Linked DNA regions of Mus musculus: region 1 is linked to region 2. A link is a contact called in public Hi-C data. All regions are on one chromosome and are shown on one strand. Each heading gives the region's core, a stretch centred on a gene start, on an enhancer-like site or on the middle of the called end of the contact. The rest is flanking DNA. Distances are from core to core; before and after follow the strand shown. Region 1 has its middle 10 kb from the start of Gm17767. Region 2 holds the start of Cavin2 (caveolae associated 2).

Region 1 (6,485 bases), core at 1,384-3,883, 320 kb before region 2:
TAAACAAAGACTGGTATTTGAGGAAAACCCAAGACAATGTCGCTCAAAGGATTTGCTACTCTATTTCCAGGTGTTAAAGGACAGATGAAGGAGGGAAAAAAGTTTAAGTACAGATGAAATCTAGCACCGAAGAATGGGACTTTGAGCCTACAGAGATGACTTAGTGGCTAACAATGTGTAGAGCTCTTACAGAAGACCTGAGTTCAGTCCCCACTACTCAGGTCAAGAGGTTCTTTCCTTCTCCAGGGTATCTGCTATGACTGGCCTTGGTGGGCACCTGTGTATATATATATATATATATATATATATATATATATACACACATATATATATATACATATACACACACACACACACACACACATCATGCACTTCACATACAATTAAAAGTAAACAAAAAATGTAAAGGATTAATACTAAGTGTATTTTAAGTATATTCTGCAGTAAAGTTCAAGGATGTTTTTGAATGTTGGTGTGATTGCACTCAGAATTGTTCCAGACTTCAGTTCTTTGTCACTTCATTTCGATTTCAGTGGATACATTAAAGTTTCTAGCATATGACCTCCAAACTTCTCCTAAGAACCTAGGCTTAAGACATGTTATTACTTTGTGTTTGAACAATTACTTTGGGGATTATCTTAAATTCATCAACCATGTGTTTTTATTTCATTAAAATGGCAAACAACTCATAAACTGTACAGTAGATAGGCTTGGGGTAATTCCCTTGAAAACAATTGCTCAAAAAGATCTTTTATATACACCAAATTTTCTTTCCTGAGCTGAAATGAACTCAGCGATGTGTCAGCCTAGAACAATGAACATTATCGAGGATGGCTTAACTCCAGTGAGATTCTAGCTGCAATCAGTGGACCTCTGGCACTCCACCATGCACCCAACAAAGTTGTCCAAAATTCTAGTAGTCAGCTCTGCTTACCATCCTCTCCCTGTAGTGATTGGACAGAAGTTAGTGGAGGAAAAGCTACTTCTCAAGATCGCCTTATGCCAACAAAGGCTTTGGCAAGCAAAGGGGCATGATTTCGTTCAGCAAAAATTCCTGTTTCTCTACAATTCAACCAATCAGGAAACGAATGCAAACCTTCTCTAGACTCTGTCTTTACAAGAAAGCAATAGCTAAGGTTGCTCGTGGTCAGGCTCTAGGAAGACATAGTAGGATCACCCCCAAGTTAAGCCATTCTTAAAATGCTGTGCGTTTGGTCATTCCAAGCATTACCCCCAGCACCGCTGCATCAGCAGAACAGTTGTGCGTCCTCAGAGATTAAGTGTAGCATGCCACTGTCTGCACTCACTCTTTCTATTCAACTGAAGCATCCACAATGAGTTCCAGCATTCTAAAACGGTTCAAAAAAAGTATGTAAAATGTTTCCTTGAGAAAATACATCTTTTGCCCCCTCCTGTTTTCTCCAAAAAACTTACCTTTTAAAAAAAGTAATCTGGTACCTATCTGGTTAGGCATTGATAAGGCAAAAATATGAGAAAGAGGCTGAGTATTGAGAGCTTGAAAACTTATCATTCTTGATGTTTCTAAATTTTGTTCAGGAATCACCTGATTTTTAACAGCTGCCTGCCTTGGCCAAGGCAGCCTGAAATGTAGTGACTGTGGCATGCCTGCTTTGACTTCGGGCGTGAGAATGAATAATAGTTCAAGAGCTTGCCTATTATGATACATAGCTGGCATTATGCAAATATTACTTTTCTTAAATGCTAGCATTCTAATTAGCCATTAGATCCCTTTAAAATTCTTATTTAAATATACTTGGCTCATTCTGTTAACCGTGTAGTTCTTCCTCAGATATGCAATTAGATGGCTCATCAGGAAACAAATCAGTGTTGGACCTGGGGGCACAGTGAGGAGGGACAATTCCAGATTCCACAGAACAATGAGTCTGGTAACAGGCAGTACCAGCAACACTGTAGAAACTTTTCCTCTGTCAGAAGGGATCAAGTGAAAAAAAAAATCTGTGTGAAATAGAGGGAAACTGAGTCAACAAGTGGCTTAGGATAAATGAAAGGGAGTTGTTATCACAGTACCTGCCTCTCTGTGAGGTCCAGAGCTGGCTTTAGTACCACCCTTGACTCTGTGTCTGGTGACCAAGGCAAGGAAACCAGCCTTTCTTAAGCCCAGGGATGTCTCAAGGATTGCTGCCTGAAAACAAGGGAAAAGAACAAAACAATAACCATAAAAAAGCCTCAAAGCTAAAGCAAAAACCAAGTGTTAAGATTTGTGCATTTTTCTACAAAAGCGATTTGTTCTGTGGTAGCAGATAGAGTCTGCATTTGATTTCTACAAGATATGCAGTAATGGGTTATGTACTCCAGGGAAAAACCATTCTTAAGGGAGAGAGAACGTGATGGATTCACTTCCTCGGTGAGGTTTATAATATGTGGCAGTTTTAGTGCGAGCAGGTATTTGGTCTATAAACTTGGAGAGCTTGGCATTAGTGGTAGCTCATTTCCAAATGAAGAAGAATGCAGCTCCCCTCTCCCTCTGGTTATTAATCCTTCTGGGGCTAAGCAAGAAGATTAAGTGTTTTCCTGGTGTTGTGTTTGCCTGTCTTGGTAATGTGCACATGCCCCGTCACCAGCACCTGTGTGCTGCACGGAGCCCTGATGCTTCTGTTAGTAAGGAGCTGTTCACGGCCAGGCTGCTGGGGCCTCATTCTCAGCTGAATGGAGTCAAGGTTATTTCCGCTCCTTGTTCAAATGCTCCCTCTCAATTAGATGCTGTACGATTAGCTGCCTTGCAATTAGATGCTGGGTTTCTTATTCTGTGAACAGCCAGATTCTCAGTCCCTTGAGGCCATTTCCCATCCTCCCTCCTCAAAGCCTGCTGTTCCGCTTGTTTCAGTTTAAACGGTGCTAAAGAGAGTCAGGGCTGGCAGCCAGCTGGCCTCCCAGAGGGCCTCGGAGGCCACCCCCAGCACTGAGGGTCTCTGGAGACCTGGGTCCAGCCTTGGCTGGTCATAGTGCCACATGGTATCATCTCCATGGGAAGTGATTCCGTTCTGGTGAGGCTAACTCAAGTTCATGAATCTCTGAATTTCGTTGGCAGGTAAAGGAAAAATGCCAAATTATTTATTCACTGTTCAAGTATACTTGCCAAGCAAAGTATTGGTGTCAGCCACTCCATTCTCTTAACACGACTAAAGTAAGTCTGTTTGGGCAACCAAATTACAGAGATGATGTTTCTTAATGACAGACAAAATGAATTAGGCATACTGTTCATTGCAGAAACAATTGATACATGCTTTCTAAAAGATGATCTTGTTTTTAAAGATTATTTTTATTTATATCTGTAGGGTGTGTGTGTGTGTTCGTGCAGGTGTCTGTGGAAGCTAGAAAAAGGTGTTAGATTTCTTGGAACAACAGTTAAAAGTGTCTGTGAGCTGCCTGCCATACATGGGTGTTGGGAACCAAACTTTTCTGAAAGCACAACAAAGGGTCTTAACTGCTGAGTCATGTCTCCAGAGCCTTGGAAGGCAATAACTCATAATGAGGGAATTTTATACTGAATAAGCATGATAGTATTTTCCTCTCCCTCTCCCACTCACTCTGTCTCTGTCTCTGTCTCTGTCTCTGTCTCTGTCTCTGTCTCTGTCTCTGTCTTTGCCACTGGCTTTGAGTCTCATGATCCTCCTACCTTCATCTCCCAAGAGCTTTGATTACAGCATGTGACAAGTTCTTGAGCTGAGTCTCCCATTCGCAATGTATCTGGTGGAAGCTCCTCCGTTACTGACCGAGGACTTAGCAGCTCTCTGACTTTCTACCTCCTCTTTGGGAAGCCTACACAGTTCAAGGTATGGATGGCCTGTCAGCCATTTACAAGGAATGCTTTCCTCAGCTTCCTTCCTAAAGCCTGCAGTAGTTGGGCCACCATGATTCAAAGAGGTTTTGCTTCCTTCTCGAATTCTTCTCTTTCTGCCTGATGATTGCATTTTCTGGCCCCTTAGAGTATGGTGCACAACCAATGAGGAGGTTGCTAAGGTCACAATGAAGGTTCCTGTGTTTTTACTTCCCAAGGATGGACTCTTAGAGCATAGACTAGCTAAAGACATATCTATCCAATCTCTAGGCCTGCTAGAGTCTGCCTGCTTGGTTCAAGGTGGGGGACTAGTTTTAACTTTTATCCTTTGAAATGTGTGTTCAGGTGCCAAACTTCAGTGTAGGCAATTTATTGCAATTAATAAACATGAACATTATTTTTTTGTGGGTGTTGGTTTATTTCCTCAGATTAGATTCCTGCAACAAGAACTGTTGTTTCTCATGAGTGTTAGTATATGGTGAGTCTGGGCTCTAGGGTTTGCTTCTCTTTTTCTTTTTTGAGATAGGGTCTCCCATAACCTTGCCTGGCTCAAATTTGCTTTGTAGTCAAGGCTGGACTGGAGTCCTGATCTTTCTGCCTCCTTCTGAGTCCTGGGATTGGAGGCATGGGCTACGTGGCTTTGGAGGTTTTTGTTTCTATGCTTCAGGGTTGAAACTGTGTTTTATACGCCTTGCTATATATGCACTGAGAGTCTTAAAGATGTTCATAGTATCAATAAAATGTGTGCTCAGCACTTTACCCCTGAAGCTGTTTCCAGAACATTTTCTATATTGCTTAATTTCTCAGCAGTTTTATAAATTATAAATTATATATTATCACTATCTTCATTTTGTGGATAGAGATACCAAGCCAAAGAAAGACTAAATAATTTGGGGCTGGGAGGGAGATGGCTTGGTTGGTAAAGTGCCTGCTGTACAAACATGATGACCCAAGTTAGGACACGAAAATTCATGGAAACGTTGGGTATATGGCATGGCCTGCAATCTAAGGCAGGGAGGAAGAAATCAAACAACCTCTGAAGTGCTGTGACCAGCTAGTCTTGGTGAATCAGTACCACTCGAGTCACTGCCTCAGACATAAGGTGGGGTGATAGCGGAAGGCATTCACCATTGACTTCTGGCTTCCACACATACAGGCATGTATGTGTGTATGCATCCTCACACAAACATACACACAAAACATATACAGGTATATATCACACATATAAAAATTAAAACAAGACAGAGGAACCACAGCAAAACCTAGTTTATTTAGTCACATCACTAAAAAGCTGGGAGTCGCTCTGGCGGTGGTAGCACACATCTTCCATCCCAGCACCCAGGAGGCAGAAGCAGGTGGATCTTGCTGAGTTTAAGGCGAACCTGGTCTCCAGAGCCAGTTCCAGGATAGCCAAGGCTACACAAAGAAACCCTGTCTCAAACAAGCAAACAAACAGCTATAACTCTAGCATTTAATCCAGATAGTCTGCCTCTGGCATCCACTATGCTTGTCAGTGCTCATAAATACAACAATTCCACTTCTATGAAATGAGTCTGAAGAAATATAGATAAAGATACAAAGTAAGGCACCTGGACTGTAGTTGCTGTGGTTTCTTCTTCTTCTTCTTCTTTCTTGTTCTTCTTCTTCTTCTTCTTCTTCTTCTTCTTCTTCTTCTTCTTCTTCTTCTTCTTCTTCTTCTTCTTTCTTCTTCTCCTTCTCCTTCTCCTTCTCCTTCTCCTTCTCCTTCTCCTCCTTCTCCTTCTCCTTCTCCTTCTCCTCCTCCTCCTCCTCCTCCTCCTCCTCCTTCTTTTCTCCTTCTCCTTCTCTTGGATATTTTCTCTATTTACATTTCAAATGTATTCCCCTTCCCAGGTCTCCTCTTCAGAAATCCCCTATCCCACTTCCCCCTCCCCCTGCCTCTATGAAGGTGCTCCCCAACCCATCCACTCCTGTCTTCCCACCCTGGTATTCCCCTACACTGGGGCATCAGTTGCTGTGGTTTCTAATAGCTTGAAAAACCTGGGTATAAATAATAATCTTGGTACCAGGAAGTTAACTAAGGCTTGGCATAGTCATATGCTAGGACCAAGAGACTTTAAACACATTATTCATTCTTTAATTTGTTTTTTTTTATACAGGGTCTTGTTGTTTGCCCTACCCTGGTCTCAAACATACCCTCATCCTCTATTAGCCTCATGGCTCTGGGTTGCATGAGTGCATTTGTGCTAGGGCCAGTATGAATGGGAATGAGAAACAGATATAGATTTCTGCCTATCCAAAGGCAAAGCCAAAAGGAGCTGGAATGAGAAGTACCAGTAAGATCACAAAAATGGACCCTTCTTCTCAGCTGACAGGAGTGGGGTTCCTTGCAGCCACATTGTAAATAATTTGACAAAAACTCCTGAAATATTTTAAAATATAAAATATACAAACTCTTTGAATAATGGTATTTTTTTGTGACACTCTATTATAAAAAGTAAAACTTGGACAGTAAACAAATAATATAAGGAAAACTATTTTGATTTGTTTTGTTTTGCTTTTCGAGACAGGGTTTCTCTGTATAGCCCTGGCTGTCCTGGAACTCACTTTGTAGACCAGGCTGGCCTTGAACTCAGAAATCTGCCTGCCTCTGCTTCCCAAGTGCTAGGATTAAAGACGTGCGCCA
Region 2 (5,914 bases), core at 1,972-4,471:
ACATTTTGTTTTTCAAATGACCATCTTGTGTCTTCAGAGTTGGAATTCTAATTCCCTTTAGCTAGCAGAGGACCTCCTCTGGGTAGGGAAAGGTCTAGCCATGTGCTTGAAGTTCTCTGCTTTCCAAACTGCCCTTTGCACCTGTCGGAGGTGCTTTTGAACGGGCCTAGAACAGCTTGAACTCTCTGCTTGGGCTTCCCATAGTTCCCCTTTTGGGGTTGAGCACCCCTGTTTCATCACTATGGGGGAAATTCTTACCATCTCTGGTGGGATGTCACACCTGTCAATTCAATTCAACAAAACAGATGACTTCGTCAGGCCCCCATCAACAACACATGCCTTTAAGTTTCCCAATAGTCAGATTCACAATTCTCTTGAATATATAGTCGTTTATCTCCCCATTCCCTCTTCTCGCACCTGTAGAACATTCGTATCAAAACAGAAACTAAACCTTAAAATCCTTATTTTCCTTTACTAGGCAAACATTTTCCTTTTCTCCTTAATGAATAAGATGAGATATAGTTCCCCTGATTCATACTGAAGGGAGGGAAGTTTCCTTTGACAGGCCTGTAAATGTTCTGTTTTGTTTTGAAATCACTATTTAATTTGGAAATGTCTCCAGAGCTAAGGCTTGTAGGATCTCTTAGTCTAATAAAGGCAGGATCTCAGATCCTGATGTGGCTGACCACAGCTTTTTCCAGTTCAGCTGCTTCCTGAAAAGCGATTGCATCTGCATTAAAAGCCTAAAAGTTGGTCAAGTAACATATAAAGGCAGGACTATTAGAATTACACCAGACTTCTCATGTATAAAAGCCAGAAGATCCTGGACAGATGTTATGCAAACCCCAAGAGAACACAAATGCCAGCCCAGGCTACTATACCCAACCAAACTCAATTAACATAGATGGAGAAACCAAAGTATTCCATGATAATACCAAATTCAGTTTCCACATGAATGTTGGCTTTCTATTGTTTATGTTGTTATTGAAGATCAGCCTTAGTCTGTGGTGGTCAGATAGGATGCATGGGATAATTTCATTATTTTTGTATCTGTGGAGGCCTGTTTTGTGACCAATTATATGGTCAATTTTGGAGGAGGTACCATGTGGGGCTGAGAAGAAGGTATATCCTTTTGTTTTAGGATAAAATGTTCTGTAGATATCAATTAAGTCCATTTGTTTCATAACTTCAAAAAAAAAAAAAAAAGCCTAAAAGTTTCCCAACTGCAGAAAGCCTGTGAGATACAGGAGCATCACTTGTTTGGACCTCCTAGCTCTCAAGTACAATTTGGGGAGGACACAAAGGCAGCAAGATTAATCTTTCCTTTTATGGCGATAGGCAGGCCAGAGCCCTAACTTGGCAGAGTAGATTCATTAGGAAAAAGAAGGCTCCTACGGTTTAAATTCCAGTTTCTAAATGTCTCTTGGGAGATGAAGGCTCTCCCTGTATGCTTTCACAATCTGTTGGTTATAACCTCTTCCCTCCATGGCTTTGAAAGTCTCTCCTATTCACAGGATCATAAGGAGACAGCCCTGAGGCAGAATGGCAGGGCTTCCTGGGGCCTGGGTTGGCTCAATGCCATCTACGGAAGGGCTTCCAGCATTAGGCAGGGCAGCCCTTAGATTTACAGATGCCCACCACTTGGCTGAATAACAGTTCCACGCAATCTTCCTGTCCCCAGATAGCCTTTGCTACATAAATTGCATCATTGATGCATTAAAAAAAATTAAGTGTCCTTTTCACGGTAAGGCAACTATTTGAAGGGGAAGATATTCAAAGTTGGTCTTTGTGGCAGCCACTGATAACGTTTCTTTTATTTCACTTTGTAGTTGCAGCTTGAGCAATGAGGGGACATAATTAACATGTCTGTAAGGAGCTATACTTTGCTTCCCACATTTATTGGCATCATTTTCTAGAGACAAACTAGAGATTGCTTTGACAAAAGATGACTTCAAGAACAAGACTAGTTCAACTTTCCATTCTGGTAATTTCCCAAACACCAGGGGCCCTTGGAAAAAGGATGGTTTAAAGGTTGTGTGTGTCTTGGTCAGAGCAAAAGAAAACAAATCCTTCACACAGTTACCTCACTTCCACTAAGAGTTAATAAACAGCCACTGGATTAATTTGCCCTGTCCAGCTAACAGCTGCAATCGCAGCCGCAAGTTCCTAATGAAAAGAGACAAATGAATTTGACTAGAGTGGGTGCCCGCACCTGCTCAGTTTCTCACCCTTAACCAAGTGCATCTAGGTGTTCACTGACAAATGTCCCCAGCTTGCCAGGCACACAGGCATTGCCTGAAGGATGGGGGAGATTCCAATCCTTATGGCCACATTTCACAGTTGCCTGCAGCAGGCAGCTAGAAGACAAAGCTTTGTGTGTGAGAGAGAAGCTTGACTGGCAGGGCAGATGGGAAGATGGCCTTGAAAGCTCGGAGGACTGAGCTCAAGTAGGTGGAGGGGTATGCTGGGGACACTGACCTGGAAGATGAGCACTTTGAAGTGGTTGCGTCGGAGGAGTTGGGCGTGGTTGTTCTCCAGTCTCTTCACCTGGACACACTGCCTCTCGAGGCGCTCCCGGACAGCCCGCGTGTGAGCGCTGACCTTGCGAGACTTCTCTAGCAGCTTGCTCACTGTGTTGCTGGTGGAGGCCTGGTACTTGGAGAGCTTGGTGAGGTCGTTCTGGATGCCCTTCACCGAGCCCTCCAGGTTGATCTGACGCTGTTCCATGTTGTGCTGGTTCTCCCTCACGGCGTCCAGCATGTTGACCAATTTATCCAGGAGTGTGTGCACGGTGACAGCATTCACCTGCGAGTTGTCTCGGATGGCCTCCTCTGTGGACCCCAGGTTCAGGCTGGGGCTCGGTGTGGAGGAAGGCATTGGGCTGGGGCTGGATGGCTTCTCCTGGAGCATGTCTGTGTTTGGATGCTGGAACTTTTCTGCCTGTGCAGCGTCCTCTCCCATGGCTGGGCAGCTAGAAACTTACTTCCCCGCTGGAAACTTCTTGCTCAAGCTAGAAGCACAGGAGGCTGGTTGGTCTGAAGTGAGCACTGCTCTCTAGGGCTAGCAGAGGTTTTGAATAACTGGCTAAGCTGATCAGGGGAACTGCATTCCAGTTGCTCTTAAAGGACCTGCTCCACCCAGTGGAAGGCAAAGGTTACAGGACCCACTCAGGGTTCAGTGACAAGCACACACTTCCTAGCCACACTCCGCACAAGCCCGAGTTCTTTTCTGCAGTGGCTTTTCTTTCCTACACCCCTTCCCTTAAAAAAAAAAAAAGTTCAATGCCATATTTCAATCATGAGTTCATTTAGAGGCGGAGAGAAACATGTTAACTTGGCAGAGCTCCCCAGCCTCTGATTGGCTAAATCTAGTAAACTTTTCTCTGGCTGCTATGTTACAGAGCGCCTGTTTTTTTTCCTGGATACAAGTTATTGTAACAGAAAGGAATTGTTTGCTCTTGCCCCAGAGCTGACTGATAGGTTGCAGAACACCGAGTGCCCTTTAGGGGAGGCGCCGAGTTGAAAGGGTCTGTGACGCCAGGGCCAGGTTCGTGCTATTAGTTTCTCATTTGCAAAGCACAGGAGATTATTCTGAAACTGACAAGGAACTCAGCTTGGTGTCCTGTCCTCTTGCAAGATGGCATGCAATCCAACTTGAAAGAGCTTAGACTCAGGGATGTCAAAGCAAGTGGTGTTGCATACTGTGAACTGTTCTGTAAGAGATGGAAATCTCTTAAATGAATGCTTTCTTAGAAGATGGAAGGCAGAGACCCTCTCCTCAAGTAGTCCCTTTGGAGAAAAAAAAGTGCTGGTTTGTTTCCAGTAATTCTGAATTCATGCAGAGCATTTCTCAGTCCCCATCTTTGCGAGGCATTTATTGACACAGGTCCAGAAGTGTGACTGCAAGCCAGGTTGAGTTGGAGTGGTTCTAACGCTTGACATTTCCAGGTTCTTGCTCAGTGAAGTGGCACACCTGTTCTCACATGTGGCCCTCCTTAGCCGGGCCCTTGGGATGTGGGACTCACTTCCTAAAATGACTTTACATGCTTGAATTGGTCTTAAATGTATCCAGATTGTGAAAGTGCTTTTGGCTGAAGGTTTGTGACAGGCATGCCATGAAGGATTTCAAGAACAAATGTCAGCTAGTACTGGGTCAGGAACTGATCGTGGGACATTGCCTTAACGGCAATACCTCTGTGTATGCCGAAGAAACAGTAGATCTTATGGTGGTATATTCATTGGTTGCCTTACACTTAGTCATATGTAACATTCACAGAGCATGTGCCAGGTCCCTCACTGAGTACCTGCTCATTAGGAAGATGCATTAAAGACATTATAGAGGCTCCCAGTTTCCTCAGATAATTGGTAGATAACACTTAAAGTGAGACCTTTAGGAACCAAGATTACAAAATGCCAAAAGAAGATTTGATTGCTTGTACCTTTTAAGAATTTTTTTAAAAAGTTTCTCAAACAAACAACTTATATTTTGTGTATTTTAGTTGGACACTGATGTGTTAAATATTAAAAGCAAAAACCATGAATCTGGTGTTGATTTTCAGAAGCTTAATTTTCTAACAAAATTATACGATATAATGATAGCACATCTTTTTTACATTTGACGTTTGTGGGCAAATCAGAGAGTGTCATTATTTCAAAAATATCGGAGGACTTTATCAGCTTTTCAAGGGCCTCTCCTCCATGGCGACATCCCAGTCATTGCCGATGAAGCTCTTATCCTGCTGTCACTCACAGAGATTTCTCCTCCCAAATGTTAACTATTACAGCTGCAGATTCTCATCTGTTATAGGAGCTGCCCATGGCTCAAGGGCTCCTCTGACATTACCTTCATCAATTTTTATGATTCCACATTGGAAAATTTGCAATTTCATATCATAATCACTTGACTCTGATTTTGTATTGATTCACATGAATCTTGCATTGCTTTGTTGGATACTGTACAATCAGATAGATCAGTTAGAAGGATGGTGGTGAGATACCAAAGCACAGAGGTTCCTTCTTAAATAAGAAGGTTCTTATGTGAATTATTTGTTTGGTTGAGTCTGGTTTCTCTCTGTAGCCCAGGTTGCTGTAAAACTCAAAGCAGTGCTCTTGACTTAGGCTTCTTAGACAGCATTATAGGTGTGAGCCATCATGCCTGTCTCTGAACTTATTTGTGTTTTAAGTTAATCTTGAGTAACACAAATGGTATTTCAACCAATGGTCTATGGGTTTGTAACAAGTCAGCCTAAGACTCAGTGGTTTATAGTAACAACCACATCACTCACTCATGATTCTTTGGTTGTCTTGGCAACACTCAACTGGAATAGTCATCTTTGCCCTGCCTGCTCTTTCAGCTACAGTTCAAGGTGAGGAATCCAAGATGACATGGCCTTATTTGTACCTGGTGCAACAGCTGAGCAGACCAGAACTCTCTTTTCAGCTATTTAGCGTCTAGAAACTGTCTGATGTCTCCAGTAGGGAAACTAGATTTCTTTATGTGGTGCTTTAAAGTGAGGGATTAAAAGTGAAAGCTATGGACAGTTTTAAGGGCAGGATCTGAAACTCCCAACTTGGCATATCCACAGTGTTCTGTGGCTATAAACCCAGCTCAGATTCAGAGATGAGAAACCGACTCTACCACTTTCCCATCCTCTGGCAAGTATGAGTGTCACAGGAGAGATTATTGTCACCATCTTTGGACAAGATCTACCATGGTGTAAATGCACTCTCCAAAAGGGCTGTTGCACATAAAACTGAAGACTGTGGTCATTGTGGGGATTATGAGAAGCTAACTAAAAGAAACTCTTTTTGTCCTAAAAAATTAATTACAGAATATAGTACCAACCATAAGGTAGAATTTGAGGTAACTCAGAGCATCCAAACTTTTCTTTTGTGTTGCCCCAAACCGAGTCCCA

What was found. Hi-C and Micro-C count contacts between places; a contact is called where the count stands out from the background.
Region 1: a contact with region 2 is called in a Hi-C map of the N1E-115 cell line, with 2.6 times the contacts expected there. The contact joins the enhancer-like site here to the promoter of Cavin2 in region 2. A contact is called at or near these places in 11 of 39 promoter capture datasets (the 3T3-L1 cell line, 3T3-L1-derived adipocytes, cranial neural crest and 4 more), 2 of 484 Hi-C or Micro-C datasets (the N1E-115 cell line and uterus), 2 of 115 datasets of contacts at active chromatin or transcription factors (the NIH/3T3 cell line and T-cell acute lymphoblastic leukemia) and 1 of 9 other capture datasets (embryonic stem cells).

The regions. Positions count from the first base shown.
Region 1 is chr1:51,603,944-51,610,428 of GRCm38.p6, reverse strand. No RefSeq gene overlaps it. Among named protein-coding and RNA genes, the nearest start is that of Gm17767, 10 kb to the right of the region's middle. Within about 2 kb of position 2,633, at least 35 of the 459 cell types and tissues checked have an H3K27ac peak or open chromatin away from gene starts, as enhancers often do. A contact at or near this core is called in the N1E-115 cell line, where this site is marked.
Region 2 is chr1:51,286,433-51,292,346 of GRCm38.p6, reverse strand. Cavin2 (caveolae associated 2) reads right to left here and starts at 3,221. Exons shown (of 2, transcript NM_138741.1): 1 at 2,479-3,221. The coding sequence starts at 2,961. All of the region lies in intron 2 of 9330175M20Rik (RIKEN cDNA 9330175M20 gene), which reads left to right.